2 separate regions of the Rattus norvegicus genome follow, and region 2 is linked to region 1. The links are chromatin contacts, called in public Hi-C maps. All regions are on one chromosome and are shown on one strand. Each heading gives the region's core, a stretch centred on a gene start, on an enhancer-like site or on the middle of the called end of the contact. The rest is flanking DNA. Distances are from core to core; before and after follow the strand shown. Region 1 has its middle 65 kb from the start of Kcnj15. Region 2 holds the start of Erg (ETS transcription factor ERG).

Evidence for each region. A called contact is a pair of places that touch in the nucleus more often than the background predicts.
Region 2: a Hi-C map of liver shows a contact between it and region 1, with 5 times the contacts expected there. The contact joins the promoter of Erg here to the enhancer-like site in region 1. A contact is called at or near these places in 5 of 12 Hi-C or Micro-C datasets (the A7r5 cell line, Schwann cells, frontal cortex and 2 more).

The regions. Positions count from the first base shown.
Region 1 is chr11:48,133,099-48,139,405 of GRCr8, reverse strand. No RefSeq gene overlaps it. Among named protein-coding and RNA genes, the nearest start is that of Kcnj15, 65 kb to the right of the region's middle. Within about 2 kb of position 2,700, at least 2 of the 93 cell types and tissues checked have an H3K27ac peak or open chromatin away from gene starts, as enhancers often do. A contact at or near this core is called in liver, where this site is marked.
Region 2 is chr11:48,248,376-48,255,159 of GRCr8, reverse strand. Erg (ETS transcription factor ERG) reads left to right here and starts at 3,594. Exons shown (of 9, transcript NM_133397.2): 1 at 3,594-3,673. The coding sequence starts at 3,656.

The sequences.
Region 1 (6,307 bases), core at 1,451-3,950:
GGCAGGACCTTAGAACGGCTGGGCACACCCACTGTATCAATGCATTCCTTAGGGGACATTCGATGGCATTTGAAAAAGAAAGAAAGAATACTCACTCTTAATGTGAAGATGAGAATCAGGAGGCTGGCGTCAAGAAGGGACTGAGGTTTTGGTGTGTAAAAGGTCCTGTGTTTGATCTCCACCAGGGACAAAGGCTTAGGGGAGGAAGAAGAGGAGGAAGAGAAAGAGGGTAAAGAAAGAGGGAAGGGAGGGGAGATAAGAAAGCAGCAGAGAAATATAATCTGCTTCCTTGGGGAGGAGTCACATGAGTTGTCTTCCTATGTTTTAAATGTGCTATGCAAAAGGGATTAGTCAACATCTCTGCAGAGAAACAAGCCCTGAGGAGCATTGGTCAGTGCACGGTGGGAGGCGCAGCACTCTGGTGGACTTCTGCATGGGAGGCCGCACTTGCTCTTAGGAGTGGGCCTGGAGCTCACTCCCAGCCGTGTGTTTCTGTGTTCCTAAGGGGTTTTGGCTTCCTCTGCCATGTGCCCTCTGCTGGTCATTGCTGGTCATTGCCTGTCATGATTGGTGAGGGGCTAAGAATCTGGCTTCTCTCTTGTGAGCCCCTGTGACTTTTTTTTTTTAACGTTAAGAGATGGAACTTAAGGGTCCGGAGAGGGCATGAGAGGGTCAGAGAGAAGGAGAAACAGATAGTGCCATTTTCTCTCATATGCAGAATCCACATTTAAATCTGTATTAAACAAGCCTAATAAGAAAGCAGAAGATGCAGTGTTTGAAGGGAGAAAGGAATCACTGAGGAGGGAGGAACATGAGGGAGAAGTGTAGGATGGGTTGAGCAACATGCAATGACACACATGTGATCAAAGTGCAGTGACACACACATGTGAGCAAAGTGCAGTGATACACACATGTGAGCAAAGTGCAGTGACACACACATGTGATCAAAGTGCAGTGACACACACATGTGAGCAAAGTACACTGACACACATGTGAGCAAAGTGCAGTGACACACACATGTGAGCAGAGTGCAGTGACACACACATGTGAGCAAAGTACAGTGACACACATGTGAGGAAAGTGCAATGACATACATGTGAGCAAAATGCTGTGACACACACACATTTGAGCAAAGTATAGTGACACATGTGAACAAAGTACAGTGACACACACATGTGATCAAAGTGCAGTGACACACACATGTGATCAAAGTACAGTGACACACGTGAGCAAAATGCACTGACATATGTGAGCAAAGTATAGTGACACACAGGTGAGCAAGGTGCACTGACACACATGTGATCAAAGTATAGGGACTGACAGGTGAGTAAAGTGTGTAACACACATGTATATAAACAGTTTAAAACATTGCATTTTGTTTGGTAAGTATAAAAAGAGAGCAGGGGGGTTGGGGATTTAGCTCAGCGGTAGAATGCTTGCCTAGCAAGCGCAAGGCCCTGGGTTCGGTCCCCAGCTCCGAAAAAAAGAAAAAAAAAAAAAAAAAAGGACAAAGCGTGAGTGGCAATGAGGTCTCCCCATAAAACTGTGGTGCTGATCAGAAGACTTAGGACTTGTGTCAGTGCTCACTGTGGACACCAACACTTGACACACATGCATCCTTGTAAGGCCACTACCAAGTCAAAGTATTGAAGTGCAGCAGTCAGAAGCCCCTTTTGGCTCACCTGATTAACACACCTGATTAAATTAAACACCTCATCCTAACATGGTGATTTCCTCTTCACCTTAATAAACCGTCATTTGAGGGGTTGGGGGTTTAGCTCAGTGGTAGAGCGCTTGCCTAGCAAGCGCAAGGCCCTGGGTTCGGTCCCCAGCTCTGAAAAAAAGAAAAGAAAAAAAAGAGAGCAGGATCATGGAGGGCCCAGCTCTGTACCAGTTGCACACTTGCTGCTGGGAGCCTGGGTCGCTCTGCAACCCCAGGACACGCGGGCTGCAGACAGGCGCCTGGGCCTCCACGGATGTCTTCACGCTCTTTCCTCACCTCCCGCCCCCGTTTCCTCCCTGTGGGTGTCAGTTGTGGGCTCATTTGATGTAACAGCAGGGTCATTGCTGAAACTAAACGCACACAGCATTTCCCAGCCTCTGTGGCGGACATCTGAGGCTGAGAACTTTTGTTGGGAAGGGATGCAGGCCTGTCGGATACTCAGACACAGTCCTGGTGTTTACCTTGTCTGTGCAGTACACTCCTCGAGCCTAGCCGTGTGTCTCTATGCATGCCTCACTGAGCACACAAAACAGACCAGGGGCTTCCCAAGACCAGGGGGCTTCTGGTAAGCAGAGCCACGACCACCAAACATTTGAGTAAGTGAGTGGAGTCCTTAGTAACAGGTGGAAGCCTGTGCCCTGTGCCCTGTGCCCTGTGCCCGTGCCCTGTGCTCTGTGCTTGGAGATAAAGTGCCACTTGAACACATGTCCCGTGTGCTGTATCATTGGAGATCAAAAGCACTCTCTTGCCCTGGCACCTGGAGAGTAAACCTAGGAGGGATTGGGTGGTCGGAGCCTGGGACTTGGTGGCCGTACTACATGGACTCTGACTGGGATGGCAGTTGGACCCTGTCAAGAGCCCAATCCCAGGCCCTTCTTTTTTTCGTCCATGGGGACTGTCACACAGGTTCACACGGAGGCTGTTCTGCTGTCCCCTCCTACCAGGAAGCTGCCAGGGACTTTTGATTCCGGAAACTTCCTATCACACTGAGAATAAACTCACTCACTGCAAAGGCTCTGCAGGATGTGGTCCCCGTGTTCCCTGTATCTATGCAGTGCTCCCCATATCCACCCTGTGCTCCCCACCTCCCCAATCCTTCTTTCCCCAATCCCTCTCTCCACTCCTCACACCCAAGGCCTGTGGCATCTTAGGGCCTTTACCCAGCCAGCCATCTTGGATGCCTGGGCGCCCTTCCTGCAGGTCAGCCATGTACAACCCGGAGGCCCCCGGAGGCCTTCCCTGACCTCACCTCATTAACCTCCTGAGCCGGAGGGTTGCACACGGCCAGATCCGTCTCCTTCATTGCCTGTGTTTGCATTCATCCACACTCTTATGGTTATCGTGACTAAATTGAGCAGGAGACTCCTGGCACGCAGTGAACATCCGATGAACCACGACACTGTTCCCTGCGCAGGCCGTGGAAATCCAGGGCTGGATGGTAGGCATCGACGCTTCCTGCTCTCCATGTCTGGCTTCAGTCTCTCCCCATCCCTCAGCTCTGTCTCCTCTCAGGGGACTTCCGTCTTGTGGGGACTTAACTTTGCAAAGTCAAGATTTTTACCTGAACTCTCAGTTTAAGTGTTTTTTTTTCTGCCTTGCTTGGTTAACATGCTGAGCTGGAAATCAGACTTTCACTGGGGTGGGGAAGGCCTGGTCTACCCATCTTTAGGATGTCCAGCTGCGTCCTTCATTCCCCCCTGACCTTCTGCCAGTGAGGACTCCCGAATGTCAACCAAAAATGTCTGCAGACATTCCCAGATATCTGCAGGGAAAACGCAACCCATACTTGGCAATCACTGGCTAACATCATGGTGTCTCAGAGGCTCAAGCAGAATTCCAGAAGACTCTAGGAAATCTAGAACCTTCTCTGCCCGGGGAATCTGATAGTTTCCTCCCTTGATACGTTATCCACGTATAGAAAGTTCTAGATCCTTCTTAGAGCTGCAGCATATTGCAATGTGAGAATTCTATCTATTTACATGGCTCATCCAAGTGTTTTGGCCAGATCTAATTATACAGATGATACAGGGAGGAGTAACCATAATCAGTGGAAGGAGAATTCGTAGAAGACAGAAACAACGGCTGGTGGATTTAGATCAAAGGAACCATTTAAAAGAATCTGGAACAGCGGTTTTGATGTGCAGTGTTGGAAAGTCACCGGGGATTTCACCAGCCTGTGCCCTGTCACTTGCCCAAGGCAGGGTACAAGAGTCTGTCCTTTGTAAAGCTTTTCCCTGTGCCCTTAACGGATGCCAAGGTCCCGAGCTTGGTGTGCGAGGAGGTGCAGCGAGGACTCGTTAATCGAAAACCATGTTTTGAAGAAGTTTTGCAGGACTGGAGAGAGAGCCAAGGTGAGGGGCCACTGCCTGCTTTGAGGGGCTTTAGCGAGATGTGTGGACAAAGGACCTCTCTCAGTACCTTTAACTGTAGGGCGATGTGGACTCTCCCTTGCTGGCTTCAAAGAACAATTAGTACACACTTTCCCAAGGCTGACATAGACTGGGCAACATGAGGCCTGTGGTACTTGAGTGAGCTGTCTTCACTGTGCAGGTATGGGTGAAGCCTCAGGTTAAGAGAGGCTCAGCGGCCTACCCAAGCTCCCACAGCTCTAAGGCATGACCGACACCCAGCTCTGCCAGCAGGGTCTGACTTCCTGTCTGACCTCAGTCACACCTGCTGCTGAGCCTTACTGATACAGATGAGGATGCTGCTCATGGCCAACCATCGGACTGAGCACGGGTACCACAATGGAGGAGTCAGAGAAAGGACTGAAGGATCTGAAAGAGTTTGCAACCCCATAGGAAGAATAACAGTATTAACCAACCAGACCCTTCCAGAGCTGCCAGGGACTAAACCACCAACAAAAGAATATGCATGGAGACAGCTTTGGCTCCAGCCACATATGCAGCAGAGGATGGCATTGTCTGGCATCAATAGGAGGAGAGGCCCTTGGTCCTGTGAAGTCTCGATGCCCCAGTGGAAGGGAATGTCAGGTCAGTGAGCTGGGAGTGGGTGGGTGCAAGAGAGAGCATCCTCATAGTATCAGGGGAAGGGAGGATAGGAGAGGGGGAAACCAAGAAAGGGGATAACGTGAAATGTAAATACATAAAATATCCAATAAGAAATCCAAAAAAAAAAATATTTGATGCTACTTTTCTCTTTCCCTGTTTCCTGATCCAACCCCCACCCCCACCAACCCCCGGCTCTGGGGATGAATCCCCACCTCTCTAGGGTAAACTGGTCTCCATGGAGTCCTAGGGAAACAGTAGATCTGTCTCCCTCCCCTGGAGAGGGGCAGTGAGCTGAGTCTAAGCTGTCATCTTGGCTCATGTTGTCCCTGCCTGGAAGGCCTTCAGAAGCCCTGCCCCCACAGGAGAGCTGCTGGGTGTGTGACAGAAGGGCCAGGGCCTTCCTTCCACCCTGATAAGGCCAGGCTGTAAGGGCTGGAATGTAAACCTCTCTGCAGCTGCAGCGGAAGGAGCCCCATCCATTGTTTCCTCCGGAGCCTGGGACACCAGTCTTACTGGGGCTCTGAGGAGAGGGCCTTGAAAAGACAGCATTAGCCAAGCAGTGGTGCGAAAGGCTCCGTCCAAGTCTGGAAAGTGCTAGATGCAGAGAAATGGGCACCTAGGGAGGACTGGCCCTCAGGGGCTGGATTAGAACCCACAGGTACACATTTGCCTAGATGGATATCCCTGTTGAGTGGTGTGTGTATGTGTGTATGCATCTGTGTGTATGGTATATACATGTGTGTTTGTGTATATGTCTGGTATGTCTGATGTATGTGTCTGTGTATATGTTGTATGTGTGTCTGTATCTGTGTCTCTGTGTGTATGGTATGTGTGAGTGTGTGTGTGTGTGTGTGTGGTGTGTCTGTGTGTATGTGATGTGTGTGTTAGGTGTGGTGTGTGTGCGTGTGAGTGTGTGTGTGTGTGTGTCTGTCTGTCTGTCTCTCTGTCTGAGCAGTAAACCCTGCAATTTCTTTGAAACCTGGTTTCACTTGCTGCTTTGTGGAGGGGATTGGAGGTCACACATGTTCCTTCCTTTCGATTGTCTTGCTTTAGGCCCCCTACAGAAGAACCAGTGTTGGTGTGGTACCCCCTCTCTCTCCTTTTAAAGATGAAATACAAGTATAAAAGATATTAATGGTCTGTTCTGTTGTTAAGCACATTTTACTGGAATACCCTCTGTGACATATTGCCAAGGTTTGTAAAGATGGCCTTTGTGTATGACCTAGAGGGATCCAGTCCCCGGAGGGGGAGACCCTGCAAGTGAAAAGCCCTGGAATGGGATGAATCTTGTGTGACCACTAGGTGGCGGTAGAGCTTCATGTACCTGCCACGGCAGCCCAGCCACTAACCAACTTGCTTTTGGTAGCTTTGGCATGTCTTTGTAGAGTAATTTAAAGGCTACTTGTATCTCATGGAACACCGTAAGATTCACATATGTGCTATGTGGGTGTTTACAAAGAAGCCTGGCTATAGGTCAGTGGGGAATAGCTCACTGGCTCAGATGGAATCATTACAACATTAAAAAAACTAACAACAGAGTTTGTTAAAAACCACTTTACAATATCATCCCCAC
Region 2 (6,784 bases), core at 2,345-4,844, 110 kb before region 1:
TTTTGATGGTGATGCATATTCCATTTTATAGATGCCTGATCCAGGGATAATTAAAACGGGAGCCATGACTGTGCTGATGTGCTGTTACAGGATGCTCCGTTACTCTTTCCGCCATGGTCCTGTTTCATTTGCAGAGCTCTGCTCCCCTTGGCCAAGGTTCTCTGTGATGCACTGGCCCACATACTCTACACAGTTAATGAGGAAACAAGGGTGCTACCGTCAGGGAATCAGACACGACGTGGGGAGAAGTGAATGATAGCCCACATCTGTTATTACGGTACATTTGTGCAGTTTTGTATTTTACATGATTTCCTATTTGCTTTGGAGCGAGCTGTGAGCAGGCTCATCAAAGGGGGTTTATGGGTGATGAACTCAGGGTGGAGAACTAAACAATGGACTATGTGTTTGTCCAGCATCAGTGTTCTACGTGGCCACAGTGGGACCTGCTGCCCCAGTGGGGGTGACCCTGTATTTTAAGTAGGATGAGAAAGGACATAGTCCTGTCACACATATTGGATGACCCCCAGTGGCTACCAGATTGTTCCCTAACTAGATCTGTCCAGTAAGAACCTCTCTTAAAGTAACATTTGGGGGGGGGCTAGTTCTTAGGGCACTGAGTGACTGGGTGCCATAGCTGCAGGGAAAGATGAAGTGAGCTCCCCCACCTCCACTCCCCAGCGTAAGATTTGGGAAGTGGCATGGGGTGTTGTAATTCGTAGGAGAGCTTTATGCTATCAATAGTCAGTTGGTGTTTATGGGAAGAGCTTCTTGCATTCAATCATCCGGGGCAGCCCAACTTGAGTGCTGTTCTGATGGCATCAGAAATTACTCTGTTTAAAGGTAAAAGTCTGGGGTTGGGGATTTAGCTCAGTGGTAGAGCGCTTGCCTAGCAAACGCAAGGCCCTGGGTTCGGTCCCCAGCTCCAAAAAAAAAAAAAAAAAAAAAAAAAAAAAAAAAAAAAAAAAAAAAAAAAAGAAAAAAAAAAGAAAAGAAAAAAAAAAAAGAAAAAGGTAAAAGTCTGCTAAGCGTTTTGTCACCAGAAACTAGGGATTTTTTAACAGGGGAGTTGCCATTTTAGAGTTCCATGGCAAGTTTTATAACTCTGATCCCCAAATTATTTACGCTATCTTATCATATTTCAGACTTTTGTTCAAGATCAAAATTAGGCATGATGAGAGGTAGGGATAGAAATTTAGAAATTAGATCAAATAATTATAGTGTCTTGTTTCTTTTTATAATTATCTCAAGCGAAGAATCTAGTCTCTAATAAAATAGTATTTTATCCAATCATAAAGGATCATGTGTAAATATTGGAGGGCTGGGCACATGGTGGAGAAAGTTGAAGTGTGTAAGCAGTCTCTGTCTTGTAACTGTCCTGACAATTTGATTTGGACTAGACAGGCACTATGGTGTCCCAGGCAGACCATGGGGGTATTTAGACCTCCCTAAGGAGGGTGCTTGCCCGGCCACAGGACACAGTCAGAATTCAGATGGGTCCATGGTTATTTGATTGCAAAGAAGTTATCCTTTTCAAAGTCCACACCCGGTAAATCCACACAGTGGATCCTGCTTCTGAAGGGCAGTGGTGAACATTTTAGACCACCAACTCTTAGGAGAGAAGAAAACAAAACCAAGCACTCAGTGTGGTGCTTGGGACTTTTGTTACTTTGTTTTTTCTGGGCGCTTGAAGGAAGCTGCGGGGATAAACAACTCAGAACTTTGAAAAATTTAGGGGAAACATAGTTTTAATCAGCCTGACATCTCGTTCATTGTTCAGAGATAAAAGGAGCCTGAAATCAACATTGTCTCAAAGCATAGGCCTGAGAACCCATCAGCCTTTAAAGCACTTACTGGGAATTAGCATTCTTACACATGTTTCCTTCTTGCCATTTAACTTCCCTCTCCTGGTCCCCAACTCCTCTTCCTCCTCTCCCAGCTCCTTTTATCCTCCTCCCCTCTTCCCTCCCTTTCTTTGTGAACTGCTGGGGTTTGAACCCACAACCCTTGACCATACTAGGCAGGGGTGGGGGTGGGGGCACCAGGATCCACCCCAACTCTTCTACCTACCTTTTCTCTCTTTCTCCTCTTTTGTGTATTGTCACAAAAGAGGCGGAGGAAGACCAGGGGCAAACGAGAGAAAGGGGCTGGTACGTAGACTCTCAGCAGAACAGGCTCAAAGTCTGAATGAGTTAGTTCACTGCCTATGTATCCAGTAACCAAGAATTGTCCATGACTCAGGCTCTGGTCCATTGTGCTCCTTGGGTCCCCATGAGACCAAGTTTCATGTCCAAGTTTCACGTGGTTCAATTCAAAGTAAACTGTTATTTCTTCCATAGAACAAGTAATTTCCTGAAAATGAGTAATTAAAGGCCTGAAGTCCTGTGAGGAATGTTCAGGCCTGTGTCAATTCAGCTTCTTTCAGAAGGAAAGCAGAGCTATGGCCCTGAACCTGTAGCTTGGCTTTTATGCACTTAGGGGAACTTCTCCTGGCCTCAGCTCAGAGTTCTGTTGGAATCCACAGTCCATAGCATGGGTGTCTGTCAGAGGGATATATGTTCTAGAATGTTAGAAACTAATTATTTGGTGGGTGGATGTGTCCCCGCACACACATGCACGTATGTGTGACCACACTCGTGAACATGTATGAACACATGTAGTGTGTATATGTATGCCAGTATATAGGCACATATGCTTGCTCAGGCCACCATCACTACTGGATGTTCTTCCTCAGATGCTGATCTGGAACTGGCTGATTGGCATATGCTGACCAGCTAATGAGGTCCAGGGACCTGCTTGTCTCTGACTCCCCAGGGTTATAATTGAAGGTATGTTCATGGTACCCAGCTTTTTGTCTGTGGGCTCTGCGGATTGCACTTTGGGAGTCCTGCTCACATAGTAAACACTTTACGGACTGAGCCATCTCTCCCCAGCCCCTTGGATAAGTGTTTGAAAACAAGATTTTGATCCGATTTTTCCTTTTCTTTACCTTGGTCCCAGCATCTGTGTTTTCAACCAATTTCCTGGGGAGCGAATAATGATTTCACGTGTTTTGAAAGAGAATTCCTGAAGTAGTTCTTGAACATTCCGTGGGGGCTTTGAGTAAATGAAGGATTATTGGTAGCTGGCCAGTAAATTGGCCTTCTTAGACATGACCACGCAGCCATATGAACTAGATCCTAGTTAGTCGTCTGTCCCAGCTGGGTGGCATTCCTGGGGATGGGGTGCTGTAATGGACGGACCCTCAGGCACCTCCCATGTGCAGCCATGCACAGCCTCATCACATCTGTATCCTGCTTTGGTCTGGTGCAGCCTGTCACCCAGAGTCACACAGGTCACACCTGCTGTGACAGCCCGGGCCTCAGCCAATTGATGCCCCTTTTTTTTTTTAAATTAAAAAACTTCTCCTGGCTGCATATCATCAAGAAAAACAACATTGTTTTCAGGGTCTCTTATCTCTCCACTCCCAAATATCCTGTTTCTTTGGGCTGGGCAGGCAGGACCAATAGAAACCTCTTCCTGCCATTGGCTGACTTCATTTCCCAGACTTAGCACAATCTCATCCGCTCTAAACAACCTCATCAAAACTACTTTCTGGTCAGAGAGAAGCAATAATTATTATTAACATTTATTAACGATCAATAAACTTGATTGCATTATGGCCAGCACTATTAAGGTAAGGAGAGGGTTCCTCTATGTTTGACAAAATCTTGTTCTTCTTGCTCTGGGCTTCCTTTATCAAGGCAGATAAGTTAGGGTTGGGCAACACCCCCCCCTACCACAATAGAGGACAACAAGATTTCCTTTGCGCTGCCTAGTAAATTTCCTTTTTCCTACTCCGACCATCCGCAAGGCTTAAAAACTTCAAACTCAGAAAAAAATTGGGGTTTCTAAATTCACTGTTGAGCGCCATGGATTACTTTTGTGAAGGCTTTTTGGAGCACTTCTGAAGTTTCAGCTTCTTTACCTGTTCCTAGCGGTGTCTGGATGTGGGTTTGATACAAGGCAATAATCACAGAGGTTGGAGGGCAGGGTCAAAGAGATGGTCTTGTCAATGGTGAACTTTGGATGTGCTTCGGGGACTCCTCACCACCAGGCGCGCCAGAAGGTCCCCATGGAAGTGAGGAGATACTCGGGTAACAGGACGGACAAATGTTGACCTGAATTGTGGGGGCCTCCATGCAGAGAGGACTCAGGCGTCTCAAAACTGAATGGTGGTAATTGGGTGGGTCGGTTTATGTGTCTATCACAAATAAAGCACCTGTCTTTCTGCGCACTGCAAGCTCTCTTCCCAGTGTTGTGTAGCTCGCGGGGGCTGTAAAGCGGCAGTCTGTTGGTCTCTTTTCTGCTGTGTGTAGCTCCATGGGTTTTTCTTGTAAATGTTTCTAGAAGAAAGCTTACTGTTAAAGTTTAGTGAGGAGACATTGCCACGCAGGTCACGGGTCGAAAACTAAATGCAGCCAATTGTGATGCCCTTTTTGGCTGTCTGTTTGTAGCAAACAGCCAATGCTGATACAGAAACCTGTGGAAATACTTGTCCTAGGAGGTGCTGGGTCTCTTAAACTACATTCCAGCCCACTGGGCTTTGGTGACATTTGTTGGAATGAGGAAAACCAGCAGCCTACATAGACAAAGGAAGCCAAAGAGAGTGTTTATTCGTTGTGTCTTTAGTTTTGTGGCAGGGAGATGCCAAGTGACCTATCTGTCCAGTAAGGGTTCTGCTGTGCTTGAAAACTCATGAGAATTGGGGTTTGCCCATAACGGAGACGAGGTGTCAGAAAACCTTCACAAGCTGATTATATGTATCGTGTCAACTGTGCTTCAGAGTTCCATCCAATTTTCAGTTCTCAGGCTGTATCCTGTAATCCTGTAAGGCTCACAGCAAAGACTGCCATCCGAGAGTTTACTTTCTCTGGCTCCAAGGATTAACTGCAATATGGTGACCCAGAGGGGAATTTTAACACTGGGTTTGATAGACTCTACTTTAGGATAAATGAGTAGAAACAACTTATTTTTATAATTCCAAATGCTGCTTTTTGTGTTACGCTCTAGACTCTTAATTCTGTCCGAATTTTAAAGCAATTAGATAAAATATTCTGTGTAAATCTTAGGTACTTGAGTAGAAGCTTATGTGGGTTCACCCCACTCCCAAAATCAATGCTTTAAAGGGCATGGAAAGAAAAGAGCACCCTGCAGACTGTGGTATGCGTTTGGACAAACTCACCAGTGCGTTACACTGTTTCGTTTAAGACCCACTTGTATGAAGAAGTCACCTTTAAAGTCAGCATGCATTTTTATCTTTGAATACATTTGGGGACAATTACTTGCTCTTTTCGGGACTCTGTTATGGGTGAATTCGGTGTAACATGTGTGTCGTGTGCCTCTCCCTGCAATCGAAATGACTTCCAGTGAATTCTTTAATGTCCCTTGTTAAAGCAGTTTCTCTTGAGAGGTGACTTACTTGAAGATCAGCATTCTGTGAGCTTTCCTGGATAAAGTAGTAAGATGATTTTATGGGTTTGTTTGTGAAATGGGAAAAGAGGCCTTGAGTCTGTTGGCTGCAATTTTAATTATTCTGGGACAAGCCTCAAATTAGCACAGGGCAGTCCTCTGAAATTATGAGGCAGTCCCCACAGGGGGATTTTTGGATTGCAAATACGGTTGGAGTTTTGGGTGTTTCAGTAAATAAATCAATGAGTTCTTTGATTTGCAGGCACCCTGAGCTGGTGAAGCTGGCACACCACCTCGGTGTCGGATTCTTTTCCTTTAGCCACTCTGCCTAAAACCGTGTGAGGCACTTTTGCCGGTATTCTTGCCTGGCTTTTGCAATTTGAGGTAGGGTGTTTCATTCGGGAGAGGTAAGGGTAATTTAGGAAATAGTATTACTGCGCATTCATGGACTTCAGGATGAGACTGAGGGTTCTAATAAAACCAGGATAGCAGCCGAGCCAATGTCTGTCCGAGGGCCGTTAGAAGAAGGCCGTAAGGGCTTCCTAGTGCAGTGCTGAGATATGCTTAACCCTGGAGCCTGTTGCTCTCCATAGAACCCTGTGTACTTGAGTTAGGTGTTTGATTCAGCCCTCCAAGATTTTCCTGACCTCGTTTGTCATGCTGATTGCCTTTTGGGCAAGCTAAGCTCAAGGAATCTTAGCATCCTGCTTTTAAAAACATTGGGAGGAAAATTGAATAGGGTTACAACAGAAGCAGTCTTATCCTGAACAGTTTAAGGAGGCTGTGAAGCCTAGGTTGGAAGCCTTAATTCTAAAGTTGAATCTTGTGTGCGTGCATGTGCATGCAAGTGCGTGTGTGCGTATGTGTGTGTGTATTTGTAGGTTTATGTGTTTGCACATGTGTGTATAAATTGGTGTGCATATGTGTCTGTAGGTTTGTGTGTGTGTGTGTGTGTGTGTGTGTGTGTACATGGAAGTACATGGAGGGAGTAGTGTGTTTAAACAGCAGCTTGGGGTGGAAGCAATTTAGGAATCAGACCGGATGTGGAAATTTCCTAAGGAGGCTCTAGGCGAGTAGGCTCTGGACGGTTGGAAAGTTCCTAAGGAGACCCACAGTCCTCTGAACTGAGGATGATGAGGGAAGGTAATCTCTGCATGGGTTTTTAATGGACGTGGTTACAGAGCTTAACCATGGCTGTGTTTGCTGTAGCTGTTTTCCTCATCTTTCTACTGGCACCAGGAGAGTAAGCATGGCCTCCTTCTTGCTGCTTTGGGGGGATTCTGTGACCCTGGAAGAAACTCCAGGTGCAGAAGTTGTTGTGCTTGGTAACTGTTGC